6 separate regions of the Mus musculus genome follow, and regions 1, 3, 4, 5 and 6 are each linked to region 2. A link is a contact called in public Hi-C, HiChIP or PLAC-seq and promoter capture Hi-C data. All regions are on one chromosome and are shown on one strand. The core of a region is the stretch at or near the end of the contact, and the rest is flanking DNA. Distances in the headings are between cores, read along the strand shown. Region 1 holds the start of Aen (apoptosis enhancing nuclease). Region 2 holds the start of Polg (polymerase (DNA directed), gamma). Region 3 holds the start of E430016F16Rik (RIKEN cDNA E430016F16 gene). Region 4 holds the start of Mrps11 (mitochondrial ribosomal protein S11). Region 5 holds the start of Prc1 (protein regulator of cytokinesis 1). Region 6 holds the start of Det1 (de-etiolated homolog 1 (Arabidopsis)).

Region 1 (3,255 bases), core at 62-2,561, 570 kb after region 2:
GCCATGCTCCCACCATGATAATGGACTGAACCTCAGAACCTGTAAGCCAGCCCCAATTAAATGTTGTCCTTGTAACAGTTGCCTTGGTCACGGTGTCTGTTCACAGCAGTAAACCCCTAATCAAGACACAGGGTAAGTAGCAGTAAGATAGGAGGAAAGACCAGTCCTGTGTTTGCTGATGCCAGCATGTGTGTGAGTAAAGGTCCACTTAGCCAGGGGGAGGCCCAGTGACCCATGCTGACTCAATGGCTCTCAGCTTGCTCGTTCACTCTCCAAATAGCACCCCCTCTTTTAAAAACAGGTTGTCAGCAACCTCCTCATTTCCACAAACCACACCTCAAAGGGAGAAAATCTGGCTAAGAAGACCTGTGCTAACCCTGCTGATCATAGACTTTCCTGTCCCTGCCGGCAAGGTCTGAAAGAAGCTAAAATCAGGTCCCCTTGAGAAAAAGTCTCTGTACTTTTGTATTTGTGTTAAGAGATAAAAAGCAGCCATTTCCTATAGTCCCTCACCCTGTGAACATGTCAGAACCAACAATTACAAAGAGAACGTCCACAGCCTGCAGCCCTGAATGGAGCTCAGCTTAGTTGGAGAGAAGAGGACACAGTCCTTTCAACAAGGCCACGTACAAATATTCCATATCTTAACTCTGGTCAGTATGGTAGGCACGTGGCCTTCAAGTGAGGGTCCCTGACCCAAGAGGATTCCAGATGAGAAGGCTCCCAAGAAGCTACAAAGCCAGAAACGTCACTGTCATAAGGGCCCCACCTGCCATGCCCTGCCTGCCATGCCCAGGTCTCTGTCTGTCTGTCGAGACCCTGTTCTAGCACAAAGTAACCGGATGGCATCAACCGTTCTAGGTAGAAGGCAAAGTTTGGGGATTAGGACCCGAGATCCCACCCTCAAGTCACGATTGCGATAATCATCCCAGTTTGAGAAAGGGTGGCGCAATAAAGGTCCCCGATGCTGCCCAAAAGCTTACCAGACCAATTTTAAACAAAACAAAACAAAAGTACGAGGACAGTCCGCGCTCACCAGCTGAGGCGTCCAGAGGACGCTCAACGTCCGCGCCGTCCCCTGAGGCCCACCGGCCCCGAGTCCGGCCAGGACCACGTGAGGCCGCGCCCCGGCCTAGTTGCAAACCAACCCGTCCCGAGAGCCACAGGCGGCTGGCGACAGAAACGGGCGGCCCGGGACTCCCTGTGGCCGTCCCCTAGCTCACCTGAAAACCCGGCCGCGCTTTCCCAGGTTTCACGTGGAACCCTTGCCGGGTGCGGAAGCTCCTTGCCCGGACAAGCCCGGCTTCGGCTACCTGTCTATTGGTTCTCTGGGGCGTAGCGCCCGCCTAAGGACTCTTCTGATTGGTTGATCCTGCTCCTCCTCAGTAAGTGTGCCAACTGGAAGGGGTGGGGCTACCGAAGGAAGAGGGCGTGGCCTGCGCCGGGATAGGGCAGCGTTTAGGAGGTTAGCATAAAACCGAATGGAACGTCCGGTTTCTGACCCGACGCCTAGTGAACCGCAACCTTCAAAGACTTAAAGCCTCAAAGAGCACATCCCGATCTGCCTCGGGGAACTGCAGCCCCTCCAGGCTTGGGGTTGTGAGAAGTCCGTGAAATAATACAGTATTCGTTAAACTTGGGGGAAAAAAAATCAGGTTTGCTTCTTCTGCACTGCTTTTTCAATATTTATTTGATTTGGGTTTTTTGTTTGTTTATTTTTTGTTTTGTTTTTTGAGACAGGATCTCAAGCTGTCCTCTCATTTTCTTTTTTTTTTTTTTCTAGTGTCAAGTTCACATAATGTCCTCGCTTTTTCTGTGTTAGCTGTGAATGAGCCTCTTGCCTCTGCCACCCTAGTGCTGGGATCACGCGTTTTGCCACCACACTCATCTTAAGTATTCCTTTGTGATTTTTTTTTTTTAGGAATGGGAGAGTTGCTCAGCGGTAAAAAAGGTGCTTGCTCTCTCTGTAATCCTGACAATCTGAATTTGATCCCTGAACCTTCTTAGCCTAGGCAGCTCTGGGCGTGGTTGCACACACCTTTGATCCCAGCACTCCGGAGGCAGAGGCGGGTAGATCTCCGAGTTCCAGGACAGACTGGTGTACAGAGCAAGTTCCAAGATAGCCAAAGCTACGCAGAGGAGAGAGGTAGAGAGGGGGAGAGGGAGAGACAGAGGAAGAAGAAGACGGAGGGAGGGCAGGCGAGCCAGATGCAGTGGTATTTATCTGTGACCTCAGTAACTCCTACAGTTAGATGATATATGGAGACAGAAAAACTAACTGGAGCTCTCTGGCCAGCTAGGGTAGGCAGAAACGAGATACCCCAATCAACAAGAAACTCCCTGAGCCAGGCGGTGGTGGCCCACGCCTTTAATCCCAGCACATGGGAGGCAGAGGCAGGCAGATTCTGAATTCGAGGCCAGCCTGGTCTACAGAGTGAGTTCCAGGACAGCCAGGGCTACATAGAAAAACCCTGTCTCGAAAAACCAAAAAAAAAGAAAGAAAGAAAGAAAGAAAGAAAGTCCCTGAAGTTGTCCTTTAGCCTGCATATGTGTGTTCAGCCCCTGCCCCTCCATGCACACACACACTTACACACAAAACAGGTTTTTAAAAGTAAGTTTAAAAAGGGAAAGCCGGAGGAGCTCATGGGCCCCAGAAGCAAATCTACTATTTTGCTAAACTGACAGCATCAATCTGCCCTTAAAATCCGTATACTCAAACATTCTGCTGGTGCAGCCCCAGACCTCATTAGAGAAGTTTCTTTGTGCGGTGGGTAGCCCCTAACACAGACACTCACAACTGGTCAAGCTGCAAGTGAGCGGCTGTGGGATGTTCAGCCATGGCGGAGACATCTATAGCCCAGCCCTTCTCTCCAAGGCCCACGACCATCTTGGAAGTCTGAGCAGAAAGACTGTAAGAGCCAGAGGAAGAGGAGGAGAAGGAGGAAGGCTGGGGTCATGTCCATGTCTCAAGTCAGGACTCTTGACTTCGTAGCCGCCGGGGCTGCCTGTGCAGGATCAACACAGTCACCGTGTCATGAGCATGGAGCCTGGAGTGGCTCACAAGCCCTCCCCATCCCTGGCTACCGACAGTTGATGGCTGCTGGGGGAAGGAGAACCAGGCTTTCCTGGATGGATCAACAGGATGCAGCTGTAGATAGGATGACCATGCTGCGGTGGGTAGCTAGTTCTACATCCATGCAAACCCAGGCAGCACCAACTGGAATCAGCGAGTTGTAAAAGAACCCGAGGTTGGAA
Region 2 (3,042 bases), core at 182-2,681:
GAAGAGAACACTGAATTTCAGTAGGAGACTATGAAATAAAAATGAAATTGTTTTTCCTGCTCGGAGGCTTCCTGAGTTAAGAGCCTCTCCTTTTTCACCTTATAGCAAAATAAACTGAGCAAAGTTATGTAAAAGCAAGAAGAATCACAAAATAAGGAATCTCTTATCTAGTTGACTCTGGTTTGTGTGTGTATATATATAAAACTGATAACCAACCAATCAAACAAACAAAAATCACTTTATGTCTATTAAGTACATCTAGAAAAATGTATAAGAATGTCTCAGCTGGAGAGCTAGATTGTGGATATTTGTAGTTCAAGCACTGAGGCGGGAGGGCAGCCAGGGCTACCGCGTAAGTTCTAAGTTACAATGTGAGACCTCATCGTTAAAAACAAACAAACAAGCAAACAGGCCGACAGACAGACAGACAAAAGAGGGGGAAGAAACTAAGAAAAGGAGAAAGGAGAAGGGTTCTGTATGAGTCCCTGCCGCTGCTAGTGACAGGAAAAGCGGATAGAGGAGCGACTCCTGAAAAAAGTCAAAGACCCTCTCTCCTGTACACAGTTCTCAGCGTCCGGGTGGTCTCGCTGGTTGGAAGTGGGGGCTGCCGTTCAGCGCGGTCCGAATTTTTTCCCTAATCAGCTGCTTGTGCCCCCTAGTCTGCCTGAAGCAATCCTGATCTTTTCTTTCCTCGTACGGGACTCTCGACTTGAATCCCTGGGTCCCAGTTATTCACCCAGGCCATATTCGCCTGACCCTTTGCAGCTGACCCTCTACGGAGAGCTGGGAGCAGAAACAACCGGAGCAACGGGAGGTGGACCCAGAGATTGACAGATCTCTGAAGCGGGACGTGCTTCAGCTGTGCCCGGTGGGCGCGACCAATCGGACTCAACAGCATCAACCCCCAGCATCATTGTCCGGGATAGGAGGGAGGAGACTCCATCGAGGCTTAGCCTTTGCGGTCCATAGGTGACAAATCTAGACTTCGGACGGCACGTGCTCCGTTTGCTCCACTCTCCATCCGGGACAAGGCTCTCGACCGCTGTCACCGTTTAAGCAATGTGTCACCCTGACAGTTGTTTGCTCAGATCCTTGAGTTCCAAGAATTAAGTTTAGACTAGAAGTTGGTCATAACCACTACGGTCAATTTCGCTTTATTTCCAAAGGGAATCTTGGGATTAACAAACTGACAGATAAAAACAACATACAAGTCGACCGCGGCAGGACTCGAACCTGCAATCTTCTGATCCGAAGTCAGACGCCTTATCCATTAGGCCACGCGGCCGCCAGCGAGAAGGTGCCTTTACTTAGCTTAAAGCGTGTAGCCGCCTTCAGGCTCGCGTCAGACTGGTCTATCTTTTCCGTGGGGAGGGAAGTAGCGGAGGACCTCACCCGGAAGTCCCTCTGCACCCCCGCGGGCGGGCGGCTCCATTGGCGGCGCTCTTATTGGACGCTCGGGGGAGTCTCCCGCCTGCCTCTGGGTAGCCGCGGGACCCAGTTCGCGCAGACGGGAAGTTGCGGCTGCTCCCGAGACCGCACGCCACCCTGAGGCTGCGTGGGCCGCGCGCCGCGGACGCCGCGTCGTCGCCGGGGCTGTGGGCTGCCGCAGAACGGGAAGCGCGAAGCGGACCGAGGTTTCCGGCGGGCTCGGCAGGGGGAGGGCCGGGCGCGGCTGCTCCCTCTCCACTCGGGAAGCCGGGCCGGGAGCAGGGCGGCGGCTGCGGCGGGGACCCTGTGTCCCGGCGTGCGGGGGTGGCCGCCGACGCCCCGACCAGGGCGCCCTAGGCCCGCCCGGGTGTGGGTGCGGACCCCGAGGCTGTGGCTCGTTCGGCGGGTTTCGAAGTTGGGGCGCTAGGCCCTCGGGCCGCCGGCGGGGTGGGACTGGCAACTGCTGTCTGCCGAGCGCCTACTGGGGTTAGGGCCACTCGACGAGCGCGCCCTCTGCCACTCTTACAGCAGTGGCCCGTGGCTCTAGAGTTCTTAACCCCATTTTACAGAGGAGGAGGTCGGGGCCTAAGGAGCTGGGCCAAGGTCACGCAGTTGGAGAGCCAGAACCCTGGTCTGTCTGCGTCTCCCCATTTCAGCATCTCCAGCGGCTTCTCCCAAGTTAACTGCCGAGCCGGTGTGGCCCTGTCCTCGGGAGGGGGCAGTGCCATTTCTTAAGGTTGTTGGAGGCGTAACAGAAAAATGTCCCTACTCCGCTCTGGCCTTTTGGCTAAGATCAAGTGGAGAAAATGCTTGTTTGGCACGCAGCAGATGTTTGTTGCGGGATAAGCGGTTTGTTCAAGTCCGTGACACTTGTAATAACACTTTTATCGTCTGTCTCCTTTAGGACTTGTGTGAGGAAGGCAGGCATGGTGAGACCTATTTCACTGACAGGAGCACAGAGAGGGGACGCGTCTCTCTCTGAGTCTTTCGGCCACTAAAAGCAGTCAAGCTGGAGCCCAAAGCCCGGTGCCCCGACTCACAGCGGGGGGCTCCCTGCACCAACCATGAGCCGCCTGCTCTGGAAGAAGGTGGCTGGCGCCAAGGTCGCCTCAGGGCCAGTACCAGCAACCGCGCGCTGGGTCTCCAGCTCCGTCCTCGACCCCGTCCCCAGCGACGGGCGGCCGCCGTCGCAAATGCCCTCCTCCGAGAATGGGCAGCTGCGGCTCAACCCTCTGCTCATCCAGATGTTGTCGAGAGGCCTGCACGAGCAGATCTTCGGGTGCGGCGGGGAAATGCCCGACGAGGCCGCGGTGCAGCGCAGCGTAGAGCACCTGCAGAAGCACGGGCTCTGGGGGCAGCCGGCCACGCCCTTGCCAGACGTGGAGCTGCGCCTGCCCCGGCTCTTCGGGGGCAACCTGGACCAGCACTTCCGCCTCCTGGCCCAGAAGCAGAGCCTGCCTTACTTGGAGGCGGCCGCCTCGTTATTGGAGGCCCAATTGCCCCCCGAGCCCAAGAGCTGGGCCTGGGCGGAGGGCTGGACCCGGTACGGCCCCGAGGGGGAGGCCGAACCCGTGGCCATCCCCGAGGAGCGGGCCCTGGTGTTCGACGTGGAGG
Region 3 (3,131 bases), core at 270-2,769, 750 kb after region 2:
CTAGAAAACTGAGCAAATGGGTTAGTTCATGGTGAAAAGTTTTTCATAGTGCCAAGTTTATAACCCATTAAACCCCCGATGATCTTTACTGCCGATGAATTAGATGTCAATTTTTAGAACATTAATTTTTACATTTCCCTGCCCTGGAAGCAGCCTAAGTATAGCTTCCTTCACATGATAGGGTCTTCACTGTGACTCCCAGGGTCACACGGGGCTTGGAGAGAGTTCTTCCTGAGGTTGGATCTGGAGAATATAGTAACTGTATCCCACAGAGATGGCTTCGGTCCGTTTTGCTTTTTGAGTTCTTAAGTCTGCTTTTTATAGTTTGCTGTCTCTTTCTGTGCTCTCAGGCTGTCAACTGTCACTTCCTGCAGCTGTCAGCCTGGCTTTCTCTTTCTTGAGACTCACCACTATCGGCATCTTCCCCGCCCCCAGTGCGCACACACACACACACACACACACACACACACACACACACACAGAGGGAGATTCCATTCTGATTCAGGATTACTTAGAGTCAGTGGGCTTGACTCATCCAATCTGTAAAGCAGCCACCCCCTAACCTGAGAGCAGCCCCTGATCTGGTGACATCAGCTTCACCTGGGAACTCCTTAGAGATGCCCATTCCTCCGGTCCTGTTCCAGACTTGCCTAATCAGAATCACTGGAGTGGGGTGGGAAGGGTAGAACAAGCAATCTGTATTTACCAAGCTGTCTGGTGATTTAGGTGTCTCTCAGTTGGAGAAATAGCCCATAGGAAAGGGAAATAAGGTCCGAGGGAAGGCTTACGGCGCTGCACGTGGTTCAGAGAATCAGTCTATGTTCTGTGTCCAATCTAGAGACTTCTGTGTCTTTCTGGGTTCTGGGCTGTGTTCAGTGCTATTGGACAGTTTCAGGATAGCTGAATTGTAGGAAGGTGTGATGTTGTGCATGTGTGTCAGCCTAGTACATACAGAGAATGAGTAAAGGATAGAGAGAGAAAAGCCAGGCTCTGCAGAGAGGCTTGTCTTAGCTCCTAGAATCTTCCGTGTGTGGCTTAGCCTCAGAATCCTGGTTGCAATCCACCAGCTCAGAGTCCTACCAGTCTTCAGGTAGAAGGAGGAGCTCCTGGGTTTCGCCTGTGAATAGTGTGCCTAAGGCTCAGACCAAGTGTCAGGAACACTCTGAGAGTTACCAGCTGGTGGAGACTCTGCCAGAGACTCTCCACGCGGAATTTTTCAGGCGGACAGCTGGGATATGTGTGGGAGCCTCAGAGATGCATGGATTTGGGTTTGTAAACACAGGCCTGTTAAATTTAGGGCGGGCCTCGGGCCTAGGAGAGCTCCGTAGCATCATTTGGCAACTGTTGCCCATATTGAGTGGTTTAAAAACCCTGCTTATTCCTTATATAGTAGGAGGCCTGTTTTAGCACAGCTTGTCATCAGAGGGGAGGGTCTTGGCACAGGAGTTGAACACCCACTGTGTGCCAGGTGCTCTGCATAAACCATGCCGTTTTGACTGCTGCGTATTCAGGGGCTGAGGCTTATCAGCTCTGCTTACTGAGAGCAAAGGTCTAGACCTAAGAAATCTCAGTCATGGTGTTGGATGTGCCTCAAGGATGGATGCAAGAGGACCACCTCCTGTGTAGTGGAGAAGGGCAACCGGCAGATGGCATGTAGTGGTAAGGATCCTCTGTCCATAGTGAGAACCCGATACCATCCATAGAAGCCGGGCCAAAGAACTGGCCAAACTGCCTAGTTTCCTTGTGTTACTGCTTGTCAGAAAAAGACATCTGGAGTATGATCCCACAGGATGCTCTTCAAATTCAAGGCTTTGCTGGACAAATCACTTTGGGAATTGTCATAAAGCTTTATTCTCCCCTTGGAGATTGTGAGTTACTTGTGGTAAGCAGGGTTAACCAGCCAAGCAGACAGAGATGATCACTATAAAGAGATGCTGGGAACTGGCTTTGTGGTGGTGCGGGCTGGCAGGGAAAGGTTGACGTCCCAAGGGCAGGCTGCACCTCTCTGCCTGCATCAAGGGCGATGCTGTCTGTGAGTGGGACCCTTCCACCCACCTTTGTGGGGAGACTTCCACTCTACTGTTAGGGCCTTTGGAGCCACTGAGTCCAGTCAACCCAGGTATCCTTTACTCAAAACTAGCTTATTGTAGAATTAACTACACCTATCAAATTTTCCTGGAAACACCTAGGGAAGCATTTGACATTGGCATCTAAGATTGATCACTACAATTATGGTTTAGACCTTAGATATACCCCGAAGGCTTGTTGAAGGCTTTGTGGCAGTGTTTGGAGCTAGTAGAGTCTTTAGTGTGGAGCTCTGTAGAAAGGCATCAGGTTCATAGGGTTCTGCCCATGAAAGTGTGATTGGTATCTCAGTCCCTTTCTTTTCATCTCTGCTTACTGGCTGCCACCGGTGAGCAGCCTCCTCTGCCCTGATGATTTCTGTGCCACAGGCCTGAAGCAAGTGAACTGAGCCACTGTGGACTGAAACCTCAGAATGCATGCATGCATTGAAACACTCTTGTACATTGAGTGCCTCAGGTATTTAGACACAGTGAGACAGAGATGACTGGCCAGTAGAATACCAGATGTAGCACAGAAGTCTTCTCCAAAAAGACATCTTGATTTTGGTGAATCTCTTCCCTCCTAAAGTTGCCCTGCCTGCTCTCCCATTTTACAAACCCGTAACAGAACAGCCATGTGTGCCAGAGTTCCACACAGCGCTTAGGAGATTGCTGGCCTGAGCTTCCTGGCCCTACCTCAACCCGAGACCCTGGAAGAGCTCAGACGCTAAACAATTCAGTCTTTGGTGATTCAGGGACATAGTTTGCCAACCTCAATCCCATTGGTATCTTAGCCAGCTAATTCTGTGTCATAGGGCTCACCCTGTGTACTGTGGGATATTTAGCAGGATTCCTGGTCTTGGTCTGATGGATGACAGCAGTACTCCTTCCTCCCCAGCTATGACAATCCATAATGTCAAACATCTTCCGACAAGTGAAATGTTCCCTGCTGAAAAGCACTAGTGCAGAGGAAGACATTGTGGAATAGCATAGAGGTCCAGGGAGCCCGGCAACCTGAGTTTGAACTGTACCTCTCACATTTAACTGTGTCCTACCGTGTTCTGGACA
Region 4 (3,325 bases), core at 155-2,654, 680 kb after region 2:
TGTTTTCTGATGGCCTTAGGAACCCCAAAGGGGTTGCAACCCACAGGTTCCGAAATGCCTTTCTAGAGGCATCACAAGCCAGTTCTGACAGCCTGCCTTTCCACAGACGTTACCCTTGCCTGCCACGATCACAATGATCTTGTCCAGCTGAGATCCTAGTCACTTCCACAGTCCACGGTACTTAGTCTTTCCTGAATTCCTCAAGTGTGCCTTACTCTCTTAAATGTCCAGCCAGTTCTTACCTCTATTATCCTTTTGATCAGATTATGGTTAATACATTTGCCTGTGTGTTGTTTTTGCAAGTTGTGTACTACTTCTGGGGAGACATAACCTATATTTCCTGTATTTATCCTGGTACTCAACAGGTAGTAGTAGCTTTTGTAACTGTTAAACAGATGTGAAGGTAAGTGAACATATATACCGCCTGCATATTAAGTATTTCTACTAGTGGGATGCTGCAGGATGCCAGGTCCCAGGGCTAGGCACGAAATTAAGAAAGGCACAATCTAGATGTGCAGTTAGTGTGGTTCTTCAAGACATTTTATGTTGGAGGCAGAGAAAGCTGCTAGTCGGATCTAAAGCTTATCTCACAAGGAAAAGAAAGCTGGTATTTATATACATTGGACACTTAGCTAACAGTTGCTAATTGAACAGCTACCTTATGCCCCTGCTCATCCCTCTATTTTCCCAACAACCCCTCTAAGCATTATCTCCACGTATAGTGTGCTGATTTGCACAAGCTCCCACAGATGGCAAATGACAGCCAGGAATTAACTTTTTCTATGATTTTGGACGGTGTCGGGCAGAAGTCACAGGATGCAACTTTCCAGAGCGCTGCATCCACTTACCCTCACCTGAAGCGACTTGGAGCCGCTTCCCTTTCAGTGTTCTGCCTGGCAGCTGAGTCTTCTAATCTCGGGGCTCCGGTGTGGATATTCTTAGCTGGGGCAATGCCCACAAACCTGGGGGGCAAAAAAAGAGAGAGAGAGAGAGAGTACGATGAGGGACTGGATTAACGGTATTTTGGGGGGTTCAAGTGGCACATAGGTCTGGAAGGAAGGTAGGCGGGCAGGCTCGAGAGTGACAGTGGGTTCGAAAGAGTAATCCTTACCTGGTCATTCCATGTCCAGCCCAGGACCGCAGGAGCCACGACCCGGAGTTTCTTAAAACCTGCATGACTGAAATTGACCCTCCGCGGCGCTTGGCTTAGCTCGAGCCAGCACCATGAGCCTCTGTGGGGGTGCTCACAGACAGGAAATCACCTGATTGCTCTTAAATAGTCCTGTAAGTATTTTTTCTTCAAATTTAAAGCTCTATAAAACCATTTATGTAGGAACTTTCCCCTTTCTAGTGGTCTAACACTAGAATTTCACCTACCTCCCCCAAAGGGAATGGTTCATTCCACTCGGTAAACCCGCCCCTCGCCGGCCCGCGTTGCCTCATGGGAACCTGGGGTTGGCTGAGGGCTCTGCCGGGCGCCGCGGTACCTTGTGGGAAGACAGAAAGATGGCGGCGCCCGTAGGGCGTACTCTTTTAGGGCTGGCTAGAGGCTGGCGGCAGCTTGACAGGTTCTGGGCAGGTAGTTCTCGTGGCTTGTCCCTTGAGGCTGCGTCCTCAAGCAGCCGGTCTCCATGGCGCTTGTCGGGCGCCTTGTGTCTGCAGCGGCCACCGCTGATCACCAAGGCGCTCACTCCATTGCAGGAAGAGATGGCGGGTCTATTACAGCAGGTAAGGCAGTCACGGGCTTCCTGGTGCGGCGGAGGGAAGCAACAGTATCAAGGAGGTCTTGATTTCCATGGAGACTCTGGTACTTCGTGTGACCTTGAGCAAACGTTTCATTTCTCGACCTTTAGTGACATCTGCAAGATGAAGTTACCGTACTGAGTTGGGTTAGGATATAGCAGGTGTTGAAAGAGTTTAGTTGGCTTGTTTTCTCTTGATCATTCGGTGTGGATAGCTTCCTTCTTGTTCATTCAATACTGTAGGGATCCGGGGGCAAACAGGAATCACTCCCTTTAACTTAGGAGCTCTCAGACTATAGAGAAGTGTTTGTGATGTTAGGACGAAAGTCGTGGTGACTGTGGGCACATCCTTAAGATAATGCGGTAAAGTTTGCTTTACCTCAGGGAGCAATTTCTGTGAAAGACAAAAAACCCAAGTGTTGTTGCTGTTGGGTCAGGAGATAGTGATGGAAGGTCTTCCGTATCCCTAGACTCCAAAAGGCTTTTGTCTGGAGAATACTAATGGAAACTCCCGTCAGTGCTTTTTGCTCAATGTATTCACTCACTTGACTTTTTTTTTTTTTTTTGGTAGTCCTTTTTCTTTCACCATAAAGGTATTCGTAGCCAATACTGTGCGTCTGTGTGCAAAGTGATAGGCAGTTGTGGATGTGACAGGCACATCGCTCTGCTTCGCAGAGAGTTTCCAGGTACTGGAATTAGGGATACAATCAGTAACCAGTCTTATGACTAATTATAGACTTTGGTAAGTGCTATTAAGGAAAACATAGAGTACTAGAAGAGTTTTACACAGGACCACATAGGTTTTATTTTCCTGAGAAGTATCCAGGAATATCTTTCTGAGAAAGAGGTATTTGAGTTGAAATAAGAAGGATGGATAGAAATCTGGAAGAAATGGCATGAGGAGAAAGAGAGACTAGGAAGAAGGATGTTGGAAAGTCTTCATGGCAGGAAAGTCCTTGAATAGATGCTGATCAGAGACGAGTAGACCTAGTGTGTGGGAAGTGGGTCTTCAGTGCCCTCTGTTCTCCTTGACAGTCTTAATGAAGTTCTCCTACTGCCTACTTACAATCCAGTGGGCTTTTTTTTTTTAAATCTGTATAGTGTTTCATTCTATTTCTGATTGTGTTAAGAGTTGTACGTCTGAGCCTGTCAAGGTCACAGAAGCTTTGTTTTTTTTCTTCTTCCTTTTCCTTTTCCCTTTCCCAGATCGAGGTAGAGAGAAGCCTGTATTCAGACCATGAGCTCCGTGCTCTGGATGAAGCTCAGCGACTGGCAAAGAAGAAAGCTGACCTTTATGATGAGGAACAAGAGCAGGGCATTACGCTCGCACAAGACTTAGAAGATATGTGGGAGCAGGCATTCCTACAGTTCAGACCTGGAGCTCGGGAAACAGGTTTGTGACCTCCTGGGCCAACCACAAGGGAGCGAGAGACAGGAATTCTCACTTCCAAATGAAGGACAGTTGCCTGTCTTTTGCTTTGCATTTTAATAACAAGCTTCAAGTAACAAAACAGTTTTCAGGAAAGTAGTACTCCCTCCCTATTCCTTATATCTCCCTAACATGAGTTTTTAAAAAGGCTTAT
Region 5 (3,045 bases), core at 467-2,966, 830 kb before region 2:
TTGGGGGAGGGGCGTGGTCTCTTATAAGCTGCTCTGGCCTTGAACCTCCCACCTCTACCTCCCAAGACAGTGGGGGGGATAGATGTGCCCCTCACCCAGCTGTCTGGCTTTCCTATTTTGAAATAGGATCTCTTTATATTGCAGATGTCTGGAACTCCCTGTCTTGAACTCCTGAGATCTGTAGATTACAGGTGAGGGTAATCATATCCAAATATACTCTGAATACAAATTTCTATTCAGTGTAAGTTAGGATTTTACTAGTCTTCATAATGCACCATTAACCCCAGAAGGGCTTAATGAATAACGTCATTCAGATGGGAATATCTGAAATCCTTAGCCTTGTACTCAATTTCTTTTCACAATACTACTTGTCAGTTGTTTTCATTCTATTCCCAGACTCTTGAGGCCAAGTATCTGGGGGTAAAAAAAATGATCAAAATCTATAATCACAAAACCAAGATTCTTAGAAATTACAAAGCCTTGTCACCCAACTCGTTGCAGAAAATTATTTTATAAATTCGAAAACGGCATTCAGCCTTTTACTCAAAGAGTCAGTTCTGATTGGATTTCCAATCGGGCACTCCCAAGCAGTGCCCGGGAATTTTCTTTTTAATAGAGGATTCTTTTTATTTATTTTCATAGGTGCGTCGGTGTTTTTCCTAGATGTATGTCTGTATGTGAGGGTGTCAAAAATCACCTGGAACTGGAGTTAAAGACAGTTGTGAGCTGCCTTGTGAGTGCTGGGAAATTGAACCCACCTCCTCTGGGAGAGCAATCAGTGCTTTTAGCCGCTAAACCATCTCTCTAACCCCGCCTGGGAATCTTAAAACGACCGGAAAAGAATTCGAATTTGTTAACTTGCAAGGAAATAAAGCCTTTCTTTCTTTCTTTCTTTTTTTTTTTTTTTTTTTTTTTTTTTTTTTTTTTTTTGTGACAGGGTTTCTCTGTGTAACCCTGGCTGTCCTGGAACTCACTCTGTAGCCCTGGCTATCCTCGAACTCAGAAATCCGCCTGCCTCCGCCTCCCAAGTGGTGGGATTAAAGGCGTGTGCCACCACTGGCCGGCTCAAGCCGTCTTCCTAACTCAAGTAAAAACGCGGAACTGTAAGACACGAAGAAAAAACGATACATTTAAAACTTTAAGGTTAAAAAAACTTCAGGGCTTTTTGTACTGTCTCACTCCGTAGCCCAGGTTAGTCTTAAACTACATCTCCTAGGCTAAACTCGAATCGATTTTGTTCTAGCCTCCCGAGCAATGCGATTACAGACTATACTCAAGAGATGAGAAGCCCACACCATTACATGCTCAGCGTTTACACAGAGAAGAGGCCGAGTAGCCGCGACTTGCGGCGGCACCTGAGCTCGGCCGCCAGCTACGCCAGGCCTGAGACAAACCCACCCCGGCCTCGAGGAAGCGTGTCAACCCCGCGCTGTCCCCGCTGCTCGCCCCGCTAGTGGCCTCGGGCACAGATGCCCTCCGGAGCCGGCTTCGAGCGCCCCAGCCACAGACATCGGTGCCTGAAGACCGGCGAACCCAGCTTGTCGAACCTGGTACCAGACCCGCACCTCAGTAATGGGTCCCGCCCCTAAGAGACCCGCACCTTCTCCTCATGGTGGACGCTCCAAGCTGTCCAGAATCGAGACCCTCCACTTGCCACGCGCGGGACGGAGAACGGTAACCAGCCGCAGCAGACTTCACCCGGAGTCCGTCTCCACTCTCGAGCCGTTGGACCCCGCGGAATTCAAACCGAGCCAGAGGCGGTGCCAAATGACAATTGGTTACCGCGTCCGCCACTCACGGAGCCCCGCCCTCGTCCCGCCCCTCCTGCGAAGGGCTGCTGCCTAGGCCTGGGATACAGAGACCGCCTAGGGCGTGGGAAGCGCTTGCACGGGGAGCGTGCGGGCCTCAATATGCGCATGCGTGCACCTATGCCCGCCTCAAGGGTGGGGTGTAGGGGTGTGGCCGATGATGTCACCGGTACCCACTGAGTTGCTGCCGTTGGGTTTCAAATTTTTGTGCTTCCTGAGAAGTATTGGGTAGACTGCCAGAACAGCTCGACTTCTTGCTACTCTCCAATGTCCCAAGAGGAGCAGGGACTAGCAGGAAAGCTTAGAAGGAAAAAAAAACCAGGCTCTTGGTCCTGGTACCTTAGTGGACAAGTTTATCGCATTTAATCATTAGAACACACCTGTTAATAATGATCATCACTATCCTGAAGAAAAAGATTTGAGTAGCTTTTCCAGAACGTAGGCGGCAGAGACAGGACAGGGAAATAGTTTGGGCTACAGGAAAAAACTGACTTGCCCAATTTAGCTGTGAGCAAATGGTGATTTGGGCTTTGTTTTTCTTGCACATTATAAGATTTAGGTAAATCAGGAAAACTCCACAATTTGAACATGACATCAAAGTATTTGTGTAGCCGGGCGTGGTGGCGCACGCCTTTAATACCAGCACTTGGGAGGCAGAGGCAGGCGGATTTCTGAGTTCGAGGCCAGCCTGGTCCGCAAAGTGAGTTCCAGGACAGCCAGGGCTACACAGAGAAACCCTGTCTCGAAAAACCAAAACAAACAAACAAACAAACAAAAAACAAAAACAAAAAACAACCAAAGTATTTGTGTGTCCTTTTCTTCCCACTGACCCATAGCATCTGTATCCCATTTTCAATGATTTACTATTACCTAATACACTGCTATGGGAGTATCTCCTTTGCTACTCAGACTAAAATTTGTAATAAAGCTGAGATGAATTTCTTTTTTGCTACCTCCTCCAAAATGATTTGTAGAAGTGTAATTATTGAATTCTCCTTTGCGAAGAGGTACTTATTAACCTATCTTCTGCACCAAACTTTACCTGGAGTATCCTTGTTACCCACAGCACTGGTGATTAGCAATGCGCTTTTAAACCACTAGCTTCCATCTATAGGCCCAAAATAAAACAAAATCTAGTTTATACTGAATTATAACTAAAATTGTCTGCTTTTCTGTATTGGTCAACTGTACCATCTATAAGAGTCTCATTATTTGCTTCTCTTTTTTATGATAAATA
Region 6 (3,161 bases), core at 74-2,573, 620 kb after region 2:
TGGGGTTATAATCTGTGGCCCCACCCCTACTGGCTCTTATTCTTGTATGAACTTGTGCAAGAGATGTATGTCCCCTTTGGGTCTCAGTTTCATCATGGGAAAGGAAGAGAGTTGTGGCTGGAAAGCTTTAGTAATATTTTATCAAGACTTCAAGTATTTAGGGCTAACAGGTTTAATACTTGGGATAACCTTAAGAGGCAGGTATAGTCATTTTCCAGAAAAAGGCATGAGGTTTCTAAAGCCAGCACCTAAGAATACTGAGCCTGGAAATGGTAGGACTGGGCCAGAAACCTATCATTCTCTTCATAGTCAGTCTATATCCCCAAGTCACCTTTCCCCTTTAGACCTTAATTTTCCTCTCTCCCTGGTCAAAGTCAACACATATCCCTTTCTCATGTGTTGGTCTGCAGAGATATTCATTCTCTGAGTCCTTTGGGTATGGAGAGGGTTGGGAGAGAGAGCAAGGCTCAACCTAGCCTCTAATTCTATATCCTATGTCTCAGAAGAGCTGGGGATATAGAATGGAGATGGCATGGGGGTCCAGAAGAGATAGACCACAATGGATTACTGATGGAATATTTACTGAGATTCTATAAGATGTCAAACCTTGTTATGGGGTGGGAGGTGGGGCTGGAACAGAAAATAAGACAAAAATCCCTGTTCTCAGTTTATAATCTACCAAAGGGAGGAGAGACACAACAAAGCAATACACATCAACAGAAACAGATATTTGACAGTGGTGGGTGAACAGTGGCGGTGGCTACCCAGAAGCCTTAAGAGAAGATATTTTGGGTTTGGTTTCCTGCCAAAGCATCAAAAATAAACCATACACCCAAATACAAACGCGCGCGCGCGCACACACACACACACACACACACACACACACACACACGCAAGCACAAAGGAGAGAAGCCACCGACTCACAGGGAAGAAATAGCTTGTAAGAAAAAAGAAAATTAAATGAAGTAACGTGTAGGTGAAAAGGCCAGTCAATGGTATTGGATTCATTTAGTACAGAAGCTTTTATTGTATCCCCACGTGCAACCACGAGCATGGAAAACGCAGTGACATGGTGCATGTATAATCCATCTTCCACCAGTATGCAAGAAGCAGGTGAAAACTTAACTCCTACTCATAGTAGTTATGAACGTGCCTTGGATCACTTGGTCCGGGGCTTATCCAGCCTCTATGGTCTCGATCTCTCCTCCGGACGCCAGGGTGCGCTGCGCCGCTCCTTAGCTGCATGGCGTCTCGATCTTCCGATCTTCCCTTCTCGCTGCGCAGCGCTTCCGGTAGCGGGCGGAAACCCGGGCTGGTGGCTGCCGACGCCGGGGTCCCGAGGCATGGTGGGGGCGGGGCCGGGGGAGGTGTGCGCGGAGCAGGCTAGGGCGACCCTTGCCCTGGCCCCATGAGCCAGGACTCGACAGGTGAGGACTTGCCCTTTGCGGCCCGCGAGAGCTCCGCGGCGGGCTCCTCCCCGCATGCTCGCCGGGTCTCAGGAGCTCCGGCCCCCGGCTTTGCCCGGGGAGGCCCCGCCCTGGGCTTTTCTTTCCGGGGGCGACCATGGGCATGTGTGTCTGCCTCTTGGCATCCTTTTCTTGTTTTGGAAGCAGTCGCCAAGAGTGTGGGGACATGTGCACTTGCTCCAACGAGGAATAAACCTTGCGTTCACACAATTAGTGACCCGCTTTAGCCAGGCTTTCGTTTCAGACCGCACCGCACCAAAGCGTCTACCATGTGCCAGCCCCAGGGCTGGAAGAGTATACCGCGGTGACCGAAGTAGACCTGGTTACTTCCATTAGAGAGGGTACAGTTCAACGAGGAGACTCAAACATTAAACACAACCATGCAAGCGACCGTGTAAATTAAAAAAAAAAAATGTGACAGATGACTAGAGAAAGAAACAAGAAAAAGATGAGTCCTTTAGGTGGGGTGGTCAGAAAGACTTCCCCAAAACTTGACACTACTAACGTTGCAACGAGAGAATTTATGGCGTGGACCGGAGAGAATGTCTTCCGGAAAATGAAAGTTCCCCTGTGGTTACCCACGTTAGCCAAGAAGATGGCTTGAGGTATGCCCACCGTTTAAGAAGGAAGCTTGCTACGTGTTAAGCACTGTGGTGGGCATACAACAGATAAGTGTATACTTGACCCAGAGAGATCACCATAAATATACACATTAGTAAAATACAGAGAGTTGCAATTGAGTGGCTAGTGTGTTGGAATCTATGTCTCACTAAGTGAAGGAAGGCCTTCAAAGACAGGATGATGAGGCTGATATTGGAGACAGTTCTCAAAGGTGAAGAATTTAGTGTCTACAAAAGACCAGATAGTAGAGTTCAGTGTGTGGTCTGTTGCAGTCACTCTGCTCTTTTCCTAGGGCTAAAGTGGCTCTAGGCAATATGCAAATGAGCGAGTGGCTTTCAGGGAAGGGTTCCTTCCAAAAAACAACCAGAGGTGGTAGTTTAGAGACCTGACTCCCTCTGGTCTGGCGGCTCTGCAAGCCTTTTAGATCTTTATCCAATGGATGTAGCTTGTATGAGGATAAGCTTGAAACAAAAGGATTGCAAAACAATACCCTGACTATGTGTTGTAAGGGTTTTGTTTGTTTTGTGGTCCTGGGGAATCTGTTATGCTGCTCTTTATGAAAGCCTTTGCCAGAACACTACTACCACCTCCAAGCTTTTGAGATAGATCTCTCTCTCTCTCTCTCTCTTTCTATTATTGATGTGCAAACCTTCTTTGTTGGCCATTTGTATTTGAATCTGGGTTTGTGGCTATTTGTCGAGTTCTAAGAGTTCATTAAATATGTTAAGTATTAACCCCTTACCAGATATTTGGACAGCAAATACTCTGTTCACCCTGTAGGTTTTCCTTTCCCCTTTCCCTGGGGTAGCAGGGTAGGAGGTGGGTAGGGGTTTTGAGACATGGCCTAACTGTGTATGTAGCTCTGACTGTCCAGGAACGCACTATGTAGAGTAGGCTGGCCTCAAACTCACAGAGATCCACGTGCCTGCGGTTGGTCCAGGCCTTATTAACTACCAAATGGTGTTTGTTCATGTATGAGACCCTTTGGCTAGATACCTGAGGAAAGCCCTCATAGTCTTCCTGTCTCTGGCACTGATTTATAGACACCCAGAAGTATGCTTCACGGATCTCCTA

The links. Promoter capture Hi-C pulls out the DNA fragments that hold promoters and counts their contacts. Hi-C and Micro-C count contacts between places; a contact is called where the count stands out from the background. HiChIP or PLAC-seq counts read pairs in DNA pulled down with a chosen protein or histone mark.
Region 1: a contact with region 2 is called in a promoter capture Hi-C map of pre-B cells, with 4 times the contacts expected there. The contact joins the promoter of Aen here to the promoter of Polg in region 2. A contact is called at or near these places in 2 of 39 promoter capture datasets (hippocampal neurons and pre-B cells), 3 of 484 Hi-C or Micro-C datasets (CD4 T cells, the G1E-ER4 cell line and uterus), 5 of 115 datasets of contacts at active chromatin or transcription factors (embryonic stem cells, forebrain, memory CD8 T cells and 1 more) and 2 of 9 other capture datasets (adipose tissue and liver).
Region 3: a contact with region 2 is called in a promoter capture Hi-C map of pre-B cells, with 3 times the contacts expected there. The contact joins the promoter of E430016F16Rik here to the promoter of Polg in region 2.
Region 4: a contact with region 2 is called in a promoter capture Hi-C map of pre-B cells, with 2.1 times the contacts expected there. The contact joins the promoter of Mrps11 here to the promoter of Polg in region 2. A contact is called at or near these places in 4 of 39 promoter capture datasets (the C10 cell line, the HPC-7 cell line, liver and 1 more), 4 of 484 Hi-C or Micro-C datasets (the G1E-ER4 cell line, embryonic stem cells, erythroblasts and 1 more), 1 of 115 datasets of contacts at active chromatin or transcription factors (memory CD8 T cells) and 2 of 9 other capture datasets (adipose tissue and liver).
Region 5: a Hi-C map of B cells shows a contact between it and region 2, with 6 read pairs. The contact joins the promoter of Prc1 here to the promoter of Polg in region 2. A contact is called at or near these places in 2 of 484 Hi-C or Micro-C datasets (B cells and embryonic stem cells) and 1 of 115 datasets of contacts at active chromatin or transcription factors (extraembryonic endoderm stem cells).
Region 6: a contact with region 2 is called in an H3K4me3 HiChIP or PLAC-seq map of bone marrow-derived macrophages, with 4 times the contacts expected there. The contact joins the promoter of Det1 here to the promoter of Polg in region 2. A contact is called at or near these places in 4 of 39 promoter capture datasets (the C10 cell line, the HPC-7 cell line, liver and 1 more), 1 of 484 Hi-C or Micro-C datasets (the G1E-ER4 cell line) and 1 of 115 datasets of contacts at active chromatin or transcription factors (bone marrow-derived macrophages).

Annotation. Positions count from the first base shown.
Region 1 is chr7:78,893,983-78,897,237 of GRCm38.p6, reverse strand. Aen (apoptosis enhancing nuclease) reads right to left here and starts at 1,311. Exons shown (of 4, transcript NM_026531.5): 1 at 1,224-1,311. It overlaps Gm39039 (a long non-coding RNA gene), which reads left to right and starts at 1,456. Exons shown (of 2, transcript XR_882236.1): 1 at 1,456-1,655; 2 at 2,876-3,255.
Region 2 is chr7:79,464,662-79,467,703 of GRCm38.p6, reverse strand. It overlaps Polg (polymerase (DNA directed), gamma), which reads left to right and starts at 1,431. Exons shown (of 23, transcript NM_017462.3): 1 at 1,431-1,634; 2 at 2,333-3,042. The coding sequence starts at 2,493. It overlaps n-TRtcg5 (a tRNA gene), which reads right to left and starts at 1,285; the gene lies at 1,213-1,285.
Region 3 is chr7:78,716,608-78,719,738 of GRCm38.p6, reverse strand. E430016F16Rik (RIKEN cDNA E430016F16 gene) reads left to right here and starts at 1,519. Exons shown (of 11, transcript NR_015542.2): 1 at 1,519-1,659.
Region 4 is chr7:78,781,210-78,784,534 of GRCm38.p6, reverse strand. It overlaps Mrps11 (mitochondrial ribosomal protein S11), which reads right to left and starts at 1,404. Exons shown (of 6, transcript NM_026498.2): 1 at 1,112-1,404; 2 at 855-962. The coding sequence starts at 1,176. Mrpl46 (mitochondrial ribosomal protein L46) reads left to right here and starts at 1,446. Exons shown (of 4, transcript NM_023331.2): 1 at 1,446-1,728; 2 at 2,949-3,135. The coding sequence starts at 1,507.
Region 5 is chr7:80,293,147-80,296,191 of GRCm38.p6, reverse strand. Prc1 (protein regulator of cytokinesis 1) reads right to left here and starts at 1,716. Exons shown (of 15, transcript NM_001374624.1): 1 at 1,601-1,716. The coding sequence starts at 1,611. It also overlaps a transcript of Rccd1 not described here.
Region 6 is chr7:78,845,373-78,848,533 of GRCm38.p6, reverse strand. Det1 (de-etiolated homolog 1 (Arabidopsis)) reads left to right here and starts at 1,323. Exons shown (of 5, transcript NM_029585.3): 1 at 1,323-1,427.